2 separate regions of the Mus musculus genome follow, and region 1 is linked to region 2. A link is a contact called in public HiChIP or PLAC-seq data. All regions are on one chromosome and are shown on one strand. Each heading gives the region's core, a stretch centred on a gene start, on an enhancer-like site or on the middle of the called end of the contact. The rest is flanking DNA. Distances are from core to core; before and after follow the strand shown. Region 1 overlaps Camk2d (calcium/calmodulin-dependent protein kinase II, delta). Region 2 overlaps Camk2d (calcium/calmodulin-dependent protein kinase II, delta).

Evidence for each region. HiChIP or PLAC-seq counts read pairs in DNA pulled down with a chosen protein or histone mark.
Region 1: an H3K4me3 HiChIP or PLAC-seq map of pro-B cells shows a contact between it and region 2, with 2.3 times the contacts expected there. The contact joins two enhancer-like sites. A contact is called at or near these places in 2 of 39 promoter capture datasets (the C10 cell line and pre-B cells), 1 of 15 datasets of contacts at CTCF or cohesin (the NIH/3T3 cell line), 3 of 484 Hi-C or Micro-C datasets (bone marrow-derived macrophages, nephron progenitors and pancreatic cancer cells), 4 of 115 datasets of contacts at active chromatin or transcription factors (the 230-238 cell line, CD8 T cells, pancreatic cancer cells and 1 more) and 3 of 9 other capture datasets (adipose tissue, liver and pancreatic islet).

Annotation. Positions count from the first base shown.
Region 1 is chr3:126,808,745-126,815,900 of GRCm38.p6, reverse strand. Camk2d (calcium/calmodulin-dependent protein kinase II, delta) reads right to left here. Exons shown (of 21, transcript NM_001346635.1): 16 at 5,214-5,262. Among named protein-coding and RNA genes, the nearest start is that of Gm15551, 140 kb to the right of the region's middle. Within about 2 kb of position 5,755, at least 26 of the 459 cell types and tissues checked have an H3K27ac peak or open chromatin away from gene starts, as enhancers often do. A contact at or near this core is called in the NIH/3T3 cell line, pre-B cells and pro-B cells, where this site is marked.
Region 2 is chr3:126,655,425-126,662,808 of GRCm38.p6, reverse strand. All of the region lies in intron 2 of Camk2d (calcium/calmodulin-dependent protein kinase II, delta), which reads right to left. Among named protein-coding and RNA genes, the nearest start is that of Gm15551, 9.8 kb to the left of the region's middle. Within about 2 kb of position 1,953, at least 158 of the 459 cell types and tissues checked have an H3K27ac peak or open chromatin away from gene starts, as enhancers often do. A contact at or near this core is called in the NIH/3T3 cell line, pre-B cells and pro-B cells, where this site is marked.

The DNA of each region.
Region 1 (7,156 bases), core at 4,506-7,005, 150 kb before region 2:
AGAAAATGTGGTACATTTACACAATGGAGTACTACTCAGCTATTAAAAACAATGGATTTATGAAATTCTTGGACAAATGGATGTATCTGGAGGATATCATCCTTAGTGAGATAACCCAATCACAAAAGAAGTCATTAGATATGCACTCACTGATAAGTGGATATTAGCCCAGAAACATAGAACACCCAAGATATAATTTGTAAAACACAAGAAAATCAAGAAGAGGGAAGACCAATGGGTGGATACTTCATTCCTCCTTAGAATAGGGAACAAAATACCCATGAAAGGAGCTACAGAGACAAAGGTTGGAGCTAAGACGAAAGGATGGACTATCCAGAGACTACCTCACCCGGGGATCCATCCCATAATCAGCCACCAAACCCAGACACTATTGCATATGCCAGAAAGACTTTGCTGAGTGGACCCTGATATAGCTGTCTCATGTGAGTCTATGTCAGTGCTTGGCAAATATAGAAGTGGATGCTCACAGTCATCTATAAGATGGAACACAGGGCCCCCAATGGAGAAGCTAGAGAAAGCACCCAAGGAGCTGAAGGGGTCTGCAACCCTATAGGTGGAACAAAAATATGAACTAACCAGTACCCCCCCAGAGCTTGTGTCTTTAGCTGCATATGTAGCAGAAAATGGCCTAGTTGGCCATCACTGGGAAGAGAGGCCCCTTGTTATTGCAAACTTTATATGCCCCAGTACAGGGGAATGCCAGGGGCAAGAAGCGGGAGTGGGTGGGTAGGAGAGCAGGGCAGAGGGAGGGTATAGGGAACTTTCGGGATAGCATTTGAAATGTATATAAAGAAAATATCTAATAAAAATAAATGTAAAAAAAATCAGGACATAAAAAGAAATGTATCCAAAATGCAAAACAATTTTGGTTTAATATTTAAAAATGTGAGGACAGTTAGTTCTAGCAGGAGCACTTTTATGTTAGACCATGGTGATGACCGCTTTGGCCATAACTGTCCTTTGTTAAGACACAATAACTTTCAAACCATTACTAACTCTCCATGACACTGAAGAGCTGCTAAGCTTCCGGCCACAGAATCAGAAACAGTATCCAGCTTCCAAATATGAGACAGTATTGGGAAGTTGTGTGAAATGTTGGCAGTAAGTTGTGAGGATGTGGCCACTCTGCCTTTGGATAACAAGAACTATGGAAGATTTTTAAGATTGTTGGACACATTAGACACGGCCAGTCCTCCAGATGAATGCATGCTGCGGAATGGACTGGCCCTGATGTGAAACCTTAGCTTTGTTCACTTATTCATGTTTGCTTTGTTGTATGACAGGTTCTTTCTACATAGCTGAGGTTGGCACTCAACTAGTAATTCTACAGCTGCAGCCCCCTGGAGTTGGGATTATAGGAAGGCACCACCATCCTCAGATTCTTAAGTATATTTAAACGAAACGAAACAAAACAAAACAAAACAAAACCAAGCAGATAAACAAAAAACGCCACAAAAACCAAACCAAAGCATTCTTAGCAAAATCATAGAGAAACCCCGAGTCTCACTTCATCCTTGTTTCTTTGCTATTTGTTGAGTTAGGAGAAATGGGCCTGTCTGCTAGGAAGGGAGCTTTCATGCACAACATACACAAGAATGTTCCAGCTTGACAGCTTTGAAATCTGCTGACCCACTCGGTACTTGGCTGAACAATGTGTACTCAGCATGCACTCTGTGAGTATTTGCTGAATGAATGAAGAAACTGAAATAAACATAGTAGGTAGTTTACCAGTAACATGTGAACTGGATCTTCAGGGAATCCAAGCCACTGTGAAGGGACACTTAACAAGCAGAGCTAAATGAAAACAGGTCTTTTCCCATCCTAGTATCAAGAGTGATCCAAAGTCTCTGCCTAGAATTCTGCTCCATTCATCTGCTTTCTACTTGAGTTTCCTTATGCAACAGCTGGCCTCGTGGGTCCCTGCTACCACCAAGAAGCTGATGTACTTAATTCCTCTCATTAGGTCACCTTATGTGGGAGTTACCCATGCTCTCTGCAGTAGAGAGAGACAGAAACACTCATTTCCTGGGTAGCTGACGAGAACTAGGCATTAGTATAGGAAGCCTGTGATATCCTAACAAGGGCATGCGCCTCCATGAGCAGCTTAACCGTAGGTGCTGCTGCTGGCTGTGTTTCATGGGAGAGGACCTGTGCTAGCCACATAGGACGATGCTATGGAAACTGGTCTAGATGAGTCTGCTGCCAGGGGTGGGGTTTCACTTGAGTAACAATGCTGTACACAACCTTGCTCAGATAGCATAGGCAGTAGAAGAAAGTAAAAGTATTTTCTTGATGTGGATTAGTCATGCGTAGAGGATATAGTTTTGGTCAAATTATATAATTGTCTTTATCAGTTCGTACATGGAAGATAGGGCTTTGCCTTCTCACAGAATAAGACAATAACATACTTTCTACTAAACTACACAGAGTATGGCAAAACTATACACATCACTTAAATATATCAGCCCTTTCTTAGGTAATTATTCAGTGACTTGACAGAGGGAGCTATTCCTGCAGAAAGAAATCGCCAACAAAATAAATGCATTAAAACCATTTCCTGTCTTTCACCTTTTACCTACTTATATCTACAATGGTGCCTGGGTGATTTTCAGAAGCGTAGATAGTCCTAAAGGTTTCTAGAATCTACCAACATTAAAAGGATCTGCTCTCAAAGGGCTGCATATATTTTAGAGGGAAGACAGCTGAGGCCTATATGGTCTATACCAGTATGATCAAGCAGAAATGAAATTTATTCATTAGGTTCCAGAAAATAAATGTGAGCACCCTGTGCTCAATTATTACCTAGACATTTTCTTTAATCTTATATTATACTTGTTAATCTTAGTTTTATACTTAATTTCTAAAATTTTGTGTGTATAAGTCTGTTATAACCCTAAAAACAAATAGTGCATCAATTTTTCAAATCCCCAAGGGAAACTTTGGCTCATTTTATTTTGACTTGTTTCTTTGAGTCAGGTCTCACTATGTCCACAGGGCAGGTCTAGACCTCATTTTATATCCACTTTTAACCTTAAACTCTGTGTCCTTTTGCCCCAGCATCTTGAGTGCTGGGATTACAGGTGTGTGCTCCCATGCTCACCTGAGAGACTGTAATAGACACACTGATATGTAGATAAATGAAAGAGAGAGTTATCCTGAGCAAGTACTTAATAGCTCAAGTCAAACTCAGATGAGAAACATTATAAATTAAAGCCATTCTCATAATTACCAAGGTGTGAAAATGTCCTAGGTGGATGAACTACATATACTGAGGTGTTGGGATTCCCTTCGCTATACTCAGTTATTTAAATATTCGCTCCTCTGGTGGATAACGGATAGGTTTTCAGACACTTGATTAAAAATAGAGACCAGGGAGCAGGGTGGAAGCTAAGACCTGTAGGCCTCAGCAAAGACTGAAAAAAAAAAAAAATAACATATGAGAAAAACAGTAGCTGGCAAAGAGGAGGGCAGGATACCCTTAGCTGAGGCCAGCAGAACCCTGCCACTCATAGGAAGAGTTTTACAGTGTTTAAAGTGGCCCATGGTTCATTATAATATGGAATACATGAAGCTGTATATAGAACTACATGCAACAGAGAATGTGTGAAAAAAAATCAGGCAATGCAATAGGGACAGAAAGATCACATTCCATAACATACAACATCTCCATCCTCCATGAAGCCAGGCTACTCCTGCTCTGAGCTCTCTCTCCCCTGGCCTAATTCCTCTGCTGGAAGTCTCTGTCTCTGTCTGTCTGTCTGTCTGTCTGTCTCTCTCTCTCAAATAAATGGTCTTTACTTCAGCTGCATCAGCCTTGGCTCAGCTCTTTGTTCTGGTGCACAATGACCTAGACTCTCTCTGGGAGTGTCCACCAAACACTTACCTAAGCTGGTATCAAAACCATGTGCAACATTTTATTTAACTGAAGAGCTAATGCTAAAACATTCACAAGATGATCCTTCCTGAATCACTGGCAAAGCTAAATGGTGCATCTGTTTATTTGGTTAACACATATGTTTTTTACGTAATATCAATGACTCAGCAAAAATGGGAGGCGTAGACTTAATCGTAGCCTTGACACTGATCTCTACATTTGCACTCTAAGAAACAATGAGTGTCTTTCTTTAAGAGAAGTAGGGAAGTGCCCTAGTAATACAGAGAGTATGCCTGAACAGTGCCAGTGCTCTACTTAACCAAGAAGAAAAGGAGCAGCAGAGGTGACTGCCAACTGTGGCCTGCAGCCATTTTCATTTCCTAAATTGTCCATCTTCCTCCTGGACCTGAGATCTACTTACTGGTTATTTATTCTATAACACAAGTTCATATGTTTTTCGAGACTATTTCATTAACGCTACCTAAAGAATTATAGAATTTAGTGACATTTTTACAAAAGGTACTTCCCAGTTAAGATTTAGCTAATGGATGAATCACATTTTTTCAATTCTTCAAATATATTTTACCCTCCTTTAAATGTTTATTTTAAATATCTTTATTATTATAATAATATTTCAGAATATATTCTACCCAAGCAAAGAGGAAGCTATACATACTGAGCTACAGCAAGAACACAAAACTGCACAAGAAAATGGAGCAAAATTAACACTTCAAAACCAACTATGTGGTCAGAGGAAGTAGAGTAAACCTGAAGTACATATTGAGCATGTTTGTGCGGTGGTTCTGTGATTTCAATAGCTTGATAGCTTTGGCAAACAAAATGAAATGGATGTCAAAGCTATATTAAGAAAGTCTATGAAACCCAAGCCAAAAAGCTCCCAAAATCATAAAGCTCCATTGATATTCAATGGAGACCGTTAAAAATTATTAGAATATTTTCATAACACTTCTTCAGAATATAATCTTGAATACAGTTTTCTATACAAGCTTTAATGATATATATAAAATGTATATATATTTTATTCAACTTTTGACTGACATGTTTAAAATCAGTCGTTAGCTGCAATGTCAACAATATGCTTGCACAGAACACATGTTTAAATTTAAATCACATGAAATGTGAAAAAGCTGACATATTCACAGAGTGATTCATTATCCAGAATAATGTATTCATAAAACAAAACAAAAAAGAATTTCTTTTGGGATAAATCTTCTTCCTAGTTTAAAGTGAACAAGCTTTGCTGTGATGGATGTGGCTCTGTGAATTAGGGCTTTCCCACTCTTTGCCTCAAGCCTACCTTTCACGTCTTCATCCTCAATGGTGGTGTTTGAGCTCTCAGTTGACTCCTGTGCAGAGGGAAACACAGCTTTAAGCTTCACAAAACAGAGAGCTAGCTCTTATGACAAACTTGGCTGGTGATGCATACAGATCATGCAAACTTCTTCAGCAGGCTGTGTGCATATGCCGACATGCAAATGGACACATATGTCAAGTGACTTTCAACAGAAACAAGATGTCATATGCTGCAAACATTTCAAAGGGAGCACTCTGGTTGCCTAGTCACGGATGCAGGATAAATCCAGGTGATTTGTAGAAGCAGAAGAAGTATGTAGTTTATTTGAAGATGAATTGCATGAGTTCACATTACAGTGCCTCATACAGTGTGTTTTTAGGAGAAGTGGAATATTTCAGCAGAATAAATTTTAAATTTAAAATACATGTTTTTTTTTTCTTTCCCTAATGAACCTCAAAAGTAGCAAGTTTTTGCATTGGGCACTGTGTTGAGTATAGAATTTGCTATTTGTCTACCCTGCACCTGTGTGGAGAAAGGGCGCTCATTTCATCAGAAGCTGGGACTATCCAGCTGAGCCAGGCTGAGCACAGCTGTCACAAAGTTTCAGGTTTATCTTTAGGACACTGAGATCGTAAGGCATAGTATGTTTTCAAGGTCAGTTAGACTTATTTTCATTCATTCATTCTTTTTTTTTTTTCATTCTTTCTTAACTCAGAACGGGTTACAAAATCTCTTCCCACAAGGAAAAGACAAAAGATCATTGAGAGTCTGCAAATGAAGGTGGGGAGTAGCAAGCACATTCACAAGTGTACTGCTACTGCTGGAGGGGAGACACTTCCTACAGGAGCTTCATAAAGGCTTTTATTACACTTCAGTAATGAAACGCTTTCTAGTAAAGATATGTTGTAGTATTTGTAAGTACTCATTTTCCACTTGGAATGATTAAAGGCCAGAGCTGAAAATAACTGGGACCAACCTTCCAGTTAATAGCTGTATGTTCAGTGAATGGAAAACAGGGTTTGGAGGATAGTTTAAAAAAAATTCCAGTCAGTGTCCATTTATAGATTTGGTATTTTTAGAAAGCCATCTATTTATATGCATATATACCATATATAATATTTAAACCAAAGAGATAAACTAGCTAATGTCCAGAGTCTCCACACATACAAAACCAAAGGGGGAAAAACACCCATGCATTTCTTTAATGTGATGTAGCATTCAGACTTAATCTCAAAATGAAGGTTAATCCCATGCACTTAAAGAAAATGAATTCATATAAGCAATAAATAGCATGCAGCAACCCTTACAATTACGGCAGTGTCCACACCAGCTGCTATGCCTGGTCTTTCATTTGATAGTGCCATTAATGGGATTATTCTCATATGTGCTGGTCCTGACTACCTCAAATCTTTTGGGGACCTAGAACATCTCCAGTGTCATGACACTAATGTACACACCAGATGACGACACAAAACACTTCACATTTTCAACATGGGTCAACTAAATATTGATCCAGAGATGAAATATATTTCCTGATCCTTCAACGTTAATGATTAGAGTAAGGAAAAGACCTGTGACTTAATCAGTATCTTATCTGATGCATTTTCCTCCCTTAAATATGAAAATGAATGTATACCAAGTTATAAGCTAGACATAGAATATATAGAGAGCATATCTCCTTTTATCCTTCAGACATGTGAGTGTTGGTATGAACACAGTATACATATAACTTACAACAGGTAGAGCACATTAGTCTTCATTCAGCAACTTACTCAAATGTATGTTACTGTAATTCATATAGATTGACAGCAAACATATTTAACAAAAAGTGGAACTCCCCGATTCTCTTCAAATTCACTGCAAACAGCAACACCACCAGCGATATCATCAATAACAGGGAATTGAAAAACAAGCAACCAGAAACAACAACAAAACCACTGTGACAA
Region 2 (7,384 bases), core at 704-3,203:
AAACAACCAAACAAATAAAAACAAATAAACAAACAGAGCCACACATACCATGGCTAAAAACCTGGTTAAACTACCATTTAACTAAGTGGTCTGCTGAAATGTAAATAATTGACATTAGTTAATATTTTACTTAATTTAAAAATAAAAAAACAAAAACAGACTTCTTGAGTTCTACTTCATAATTGGTTAGTTTTATAATGTCAGTATATATGTTTTCCTAATTTAAGAAATAGTCATACTTAAAACTTCAGCTCTGAGTATTGTGACACACACATTTAATCCCAGCACTCTGAGGCAGAGGCAGGAGGATCTCTGTGAGGTCAAGATGAGCCTAATAATATCTATATCTACATATTAAGTCTCAGGCCAGTCAGGGCTATATACTAAGACCCTGTCTCTCAAAAGACAAAACAAAACAAAGCAAATCAAAGCATGGGTTACAGGACCACATGAATTAGGTCAGCCCTTTCTTTTCCTTGTTTACACTATAAAAGAAGATGTTTTACAGGATGCTATGGGTTGGACGTGGTTCATATCCCCAAAGGTTCCTATGCTTGGACTACAACAGCAACACTGAACAGTACTAGAACCTCTTAAAAGATGAGACCCAGTGGGAGGTGTTCAGTCACCAGAGACACCACATCTCATGAGAGTGATTGAAACCTCAGAGGAATAAATGGGTTACCACAAGACCAAAAGCATGATGGGCTATCTCTATTGGTCTTCTTGCTTCCTCCTGTGTAAATGACTCTACCCATTGACGGTAAGCGGTACCATGTTCTCAGGCCCCTAGAGATCAAAACAGATATGGAACAGGAACTAAGTAGACCTCTTTACAGGGTGCAAGGCTTTGGTGTTTCACTAACAGAAAACTGACAACATAAAACAGAATACATGGGGTAAGAAGAAGAATTAAGTTATATGTTTCACACATGCACACACACACACACACACACACACGGAGGGCAAGCTAGAACTTTGTACCACAGAGAAACAAGCCAAAGGTTTCAGATGTTTGGGGTTATTAGGACAAACAATATTTTATATCAGTGTATTGACTTTTTAAACGAATTTTCAAATACTAGCAATGGTATACGAGCAAAACAGGTATTCAAAACTTTTTGAATTGATGTAGAAAGTCACTTCGGCTTCTTTTTTTTTTTTTTAGCTGCAAAATGTTAGTTACCATTTACCGTTCCTGCACATATTCTCAATCTGTAAGCCTTTCAGTTGGGTTCCCTGCTGCCTTTCTGTGCCCTGCAGACATACCCTTGTAGTCAGGAAAACCTCGGTGCCGTGCAGAACAGGCCAAGCTCGTCAGTTTTCCTGTTTCTCTGGTCCAACCCAACGTCCAGCTCTCTCAGACAACCTCTTTCTCTCAGGCTCTGCTTTGGAGAAACCAGGCAGAGACCTTTACTTTGGCCTTTTTAAATTTCATTTGAAAGTAGGAATTTGACCATCCCGCATCAGTTCAGTCTACATAGCATTCTTAACTATCACTGTGCATGAAGTTTTCATTCAAGTGTTCTGCAAACCGAGCTGAAGTGAGTCACCAGGGCTGCCGCATCAAAGAGGCCCTAAGAACACAGGGTAACAAACAGGTCTGGATCCCATGTTTTCCTCGTAGCTGCATGAGTCCAGTCATCAGCTAGTTCCCTTAAATACACATGAGTCAGATGCTCGACAGTGAAGGAGGTACAGGGAATTAGTCAGCGTTCCTCCAACATGAGAAAACTGCCTTCTTTCTGAATTCAAGGTAAGAAAGGTCAGAGAAAATATTCTAAGTGCAACCAATACATTTTTTTCCCCATTCAAGACATTTAATCCGTGATCTCAGCTCCAAGTAATAGGCTCTGTGAACTTATTTTTGCCACCCACCTCTTATCACACAGATGAGAGAAACTATTTCAAGTGGGTGTGATGGCTTCGTTTCAAGCATTTCAAAATCCTCCGCCACCTGCACAGGAAACTCTGACTGAAAACCAGACAGGTTCCTGCTGAGCAGCTAGGATGTGGCAGGTGAGGCCAGGGTTACATCTAGTTATCAGACTGAAATCAACAAGTGGGACAGGCTAGTCCTGGAGGGCACAGGACATGGTGGGCAGGACCCTGGCCATCTAAGACCCAGCCTAACTCACTGCTGACTGTGTTACATGCACTGGATAGGCCATGCTGAGGCAACAATGATACCAAGTAGACACCTATCCCAGAAAAGCCCAGTAGGCAAAGAGTGGAAGTCACCAAGAGCAAGCAACAGCACATGACGGAAGGAACACCCGACACAGGGATATGCTTACCACTGTGGGGACAAGACAGAAAAAACAAAAGCAAGGACGAGGTGAGGGAGTAGAGCATGGCCTTGTGAGTGTGTAGAGGTTTTTCCACTTTGAAGGGGACGAAGTGAGATTGTGACAAAGAGCAAGCACAGCATGACTCATAATCAGGAAGAAACCTACTCAGAGGGCTTGGAGAACAGTGAAGAGTACGAAATGTTTGTCTGTGGACCACAACCTCGAAGGTGAGCCAAAAAGAGTTGAGGTAACTCTGTGATAAACAGCCAGGACGTTCTATTGCAGAAAGGGGACACATGAAACTGCCAGTGGACATGAGATTGGAGGGCTGAGGCAGCTAGATTTTACACACAGTGTAAACTGTGGAACTGACCCAGCAGCTCCAAGCTCTGATGTCAGTGCTAAGTTGCTTGTGTTCCTGGGTCACCTCTAGCACTTAGGAGAGAGGTGGCTAGGGGAAGACTGACTTCTCGGGCTCAGTGAGAATATGATTAGCATCTACTTACAGGATTGGTAAATGATTTCCATGTTAAAAGCCTAGAAGATCAAAGACAGCAAAGGTCTCCCATGTGAGCTCTAGAGGCCTACCACACAAGCCCATAGACTTGAGTTAAAGCCATGCAAGTGGAGAGAACCAAAATGAGGTTGGGCTTAGACCCTGTGTCTGCACAAATCCTACCCCCTCACACACACACACACACACACACACACACACACACACACACACACACACATTAGTAGTAAAGAAATAAGTAAATAAAAAATGCAAAGGAAAAGCCCTGCTCTTATTTTATTTTAGAAAAAGAGTTGATTGTGGAGTACCAGCAGAGGAAAAAAAAAAGACTACAGGGAAAGACTCCAACTACGATGCTAATAAAAATTACAGATGAGAAAATTAAGTGGGACTTGAGGACATTTTGCTGTAAAGCTATCCATCTCATACAATGAGCACACATCATACTGTGTGTCAAACAAGCTACACAGAATCTAAAGCACGCATACATGTTACTATTGCTGCATTCCACCTTTGAGCATTTGTGAAGTCCTATGTGCAAGCAGCCAGGTCAGCTTACAAGTCAAACAGAAACCTACTTTCTAGACACGACCGAGGAAGTGCCACACATGTGTGTATGATTTGGAATGTCGGAAGTTATAAGGAAATGGTTTAAAATAATGATTTTTTTTCTTCTTTGTCTATCAGGAGACTCTCGGAATAAGGGACAGGACGGGGACAATGTGCCCACCTAGGGACACTGCGAGCCACAGAGGCGGTCAGGAGGGACAGGGGGCTTCTGCTTTTCTCCCTCTCCTTTCTGCTCACAAAGTCTCAATTACTGGAAAAACTTCAGAAATCTTTACCCAAAAGCCCACTTAAAAGCCTGAAATTCTACTTCTTAAAAATAAAATAACATTACTCTCCAGTCTAGAAATAACGCCCGAGGCCCAAAGTGCTACGCTGTCATTACGTCTAAAAATAACCTCAACCAGTCATTCTTGAGGTCAGCTTCGAGTGACAACGTGCCATGCAGCCACAGGAGCAGGGGCCCCACTGTGTCCCACTGTGGGCAGAGGACTCCCTAGGACAAGTCTGCTTTCCCCCACTTCAGACACCATCTGCCAAGGGCCGGCTGCCGATCGCCACACAGGCCTCTGGATAGTGGCTAAAATTCCTCAGTATTCCGCCAGGATCTCTTTAAGGGAGATTCTTACAAAATCAGCCCAACTTCTCTCCTAATACCCACCATCTGCATAAATCTCAAACTACCACCACATGCAAGAATTCCACCTCATAGGAACACTAAAGAGACCCCCCACGCCCCCCCCACACCCCACACCCCCGCACTCCAGCTTTTCAAGTTGGAAAATCGAAAGTCAATGAAGGCTACTAAAGTCATTTCTGGAGCTACAGAAACTCAAAGCATTCAAAAATACAATACTGCAGGGGAAGAAAACCCAGAGATGCTTTAACTTTATGTAAAAGTAGTCATAATAATTGTCTGCTTTCCAGAATACGTAATGGACAGCTTTGAAAATGACTGTCCTTTCCATGGAAATGACAATTAGAAAACAAATCTAGTGAAGACAGTGACCAGCAAGTCACTAAAATGTGTTCAATTTTAAGCAACAGTTTTGCTATTAAAATATTTTCAAACCAAATAATAAGGCCCAAATGAATGACAACTAATATAACAGAAAGGTGTCGCTTGGAAATTCTTGTACAAATACATAATCAATGACATGAGACAGACCTTTTTAACTGTCTGTTGCAAATAGTAAAACTGCCAAAATTCTAACTCAGCTCTTTCTCACATCCACGGTGGTCTCTGAAAGAGCTAATCTTCTTAGAAGGCCCCTTGGGAACCAGGTGTGGTGGCAGCACACCTGCAGTCACTGAGGGAGGAGGATCCCCTAAGTTCAAGGCCAGCTTGGGCTACACAGCATGATGCTACCTTAAAACAGGCAGCTGGCCAGCATTATCTTAACCACATCCCCCTCATGCTTTCCTGTAAGAAACACAGAGCTTACTTCAGAATCGTTCTCTTTCCTGAATAATTAAGAATTTTTGAAATTGAGTCTGCACACACACAAACGATTTCGGGCCATACACCACATATCTAAAGTCATGTTATGTCCTGGATACATTTTAAATATAATCACTGGGGAAAGAAAGAACAAAAACCCTTCAGCCATTATTTCTCAGCAATGGCAATGGAAACAGCTGCTCTCTTCCTTCCCTTTCCTTTCCTTCCCTTCCCTTCCCTTCCCTTTTCCCTTTTCTCTTTTCCCTTTTCCCTTCCCTTTTCCCTTTCCCCTTCCCTTTTCCCTTTTCCCTTCCCTTTTCCCTTCCCTTCCCTTCCCTTTCCCCTTCCCCTTCCCCTTCCTTCACCTTTCCCCTTCCCCTTCCCCTTCTTCCCCTTCTTCCCCTTCTTCCCCTTCTTCCCCTTCTTCCCCTTCTTCCCCTCCCCTCCCTCCCTCCTTCCCTTCCTTCCTTTCCTCCTTTCTTTTTTTTTTCTTTCCTTTTTTTTTTTTTGTTGTTGTTGAGATGGGATCTTGCTTTATGGCCCAAGCTTGGCCTGAACCCCTCAGTTTGACTGACATCTGACATTTGCACCTCAAGCTTCCCAAGTATCTGGATCTAGAGGCAGAAATCACTACATTCTTATGAAGAAATCCTCTTAATGTTGTTGCTCAGTAAGCTAGTGTTTGCCAAGCTCCCACATGTATTAATGTGAGCTCATTATTTCATGTATTGAAATATACCAAATTGCTTAAATAATGCTTTCTTTTCTTACTTAAAAGGATTTTGTAAAAACAGAAAAATAGGATAGTCTCAAAATATATAACTGCAAGAAAGGATACAAATTTCCCAGAAACGCAAACACTGTACGTGTACATGCATATGCATATGTGCATACACACACACACACACACACACACACACACACACACACACAATGTTCATTAGAAAGTTAGCCAAGAGCACACTCATTTTCTTCATTTGTACCAGTTTTGCTCATTCCAAATGAAAGCCCATGGAACTCATCCTTCCTGTCTCCCTGAATCCAACGGGAGGGAAATAATTTCACCAGCCCTCACGTTAGGTTTCTCAGCCGTGTATCACTGAAGTGGAAGAAGATATACATAGAAGCATTGGATCACCATGTTTTAAGCCCCACGACATTCTGTTACAAATCACTCCTAAGTTACAATCAGGAGCAGTTATCTAAGTAGTACAATGTCCATGTAACATGGTTGGCTGGAAGTTTTCTACCTGACAAATACTGACTGGCAGGACACTGTATTCTGTGTGTCCTATAATCACAAAACATCTTAAAGGCAAGTCAGGTCATCAATCAAATCCAATTCAAGGTCTAACCTATTGGGGTGCAAAGGGAAATAGCCCTTTATAGAGCAATAATGACTGGACTGGACCAAGGGTCATGTCCACACTTTTGGAATTAACACGGAATCCAAATGGAGGCAGTGACAAACAGTAGGCTTCAGTAAGTGCTGAGTTTCTATTAGAGCTGAACAAGGAAACCTTTCAGCCTCAGAAACCTTTTAACTGGCATTTGCTTTATGAGAATCGAAAGCTCAAGAATTCTTTGGCTGCCCTGTTGCCAGAGGGCAGGGGCAGCCTCTGCCTGCTCCCATCAGAACAGCCAAAGGACAACAGGAAGCGTCCATTCTTCCACTCCCCCAAGATGGAATGGTAGATCACCAGGTTCTGTTTCCTTTATCTGTTCCCATGTCACTCACCACAGAGACTGACAAGCCATTATTATCAAAGGCTTCTGTTACAGGATCATGTCTGACAGATTTGACTAAATAATGCTGACCTTTATAAAATGAAAACCTGAACTGGGGCGGGGGGGGGGGAGGGGAGGGGGGGAGAGGTTTCTTGCAACTAAATAAGACATGCACATCTAATCAAATAAAACAACCACAGAGTGCATCAGACTCACAACAGAAAGAACAATGTATCGCTTAATGACCAAATAATGACTTAACAGGGTTTTAATCTCAAGTCTTCTAGAAGATTTCACATTTTTTTCATTTTTATTGGCTATTTTATTTATTTACATTTTAAATGTTATCCCCCTTCTCAGTTTCCCCTCCACAAACACCCTATCCTCTCCTCCCTCTCCCTACCTCTATGAGGGTGCTCTACCACCCACCCACCCACTCCTGCCTCACTGCCCTAGCATTCTCCTATCCTGGGTCATAGAGCCTCCCCAGGACCAAGGGGCTCCCCTCCCTATGATGCCAGATAAGGCAATCCTCTGCTACATAAGCAACTGGAGCCATGAGCCCCCCTTGTGTACTCTTTGGTTGGTGGTTTAGTCCCTGGGAGCTCTGGGTGGGAGGGTGGGTCTGGTTGGTTGATATTGTTATTCTTCCTATGGGGTCGCAAACCTCTTCAGCTCTCCTTCCCCTTACTCCTCCATTGGGGTCCCAGCGCTCAGTCAAGATTTTCCATTTTAAGGTGACCCAAACTGTTCATGTTACAAAGCTGTCAAAACCTCTTGTGTCAGAAAAGCAGCATGAGGCAAAATGAATGACTCTCCCTATAATAACTTGTGTGTCCCTCA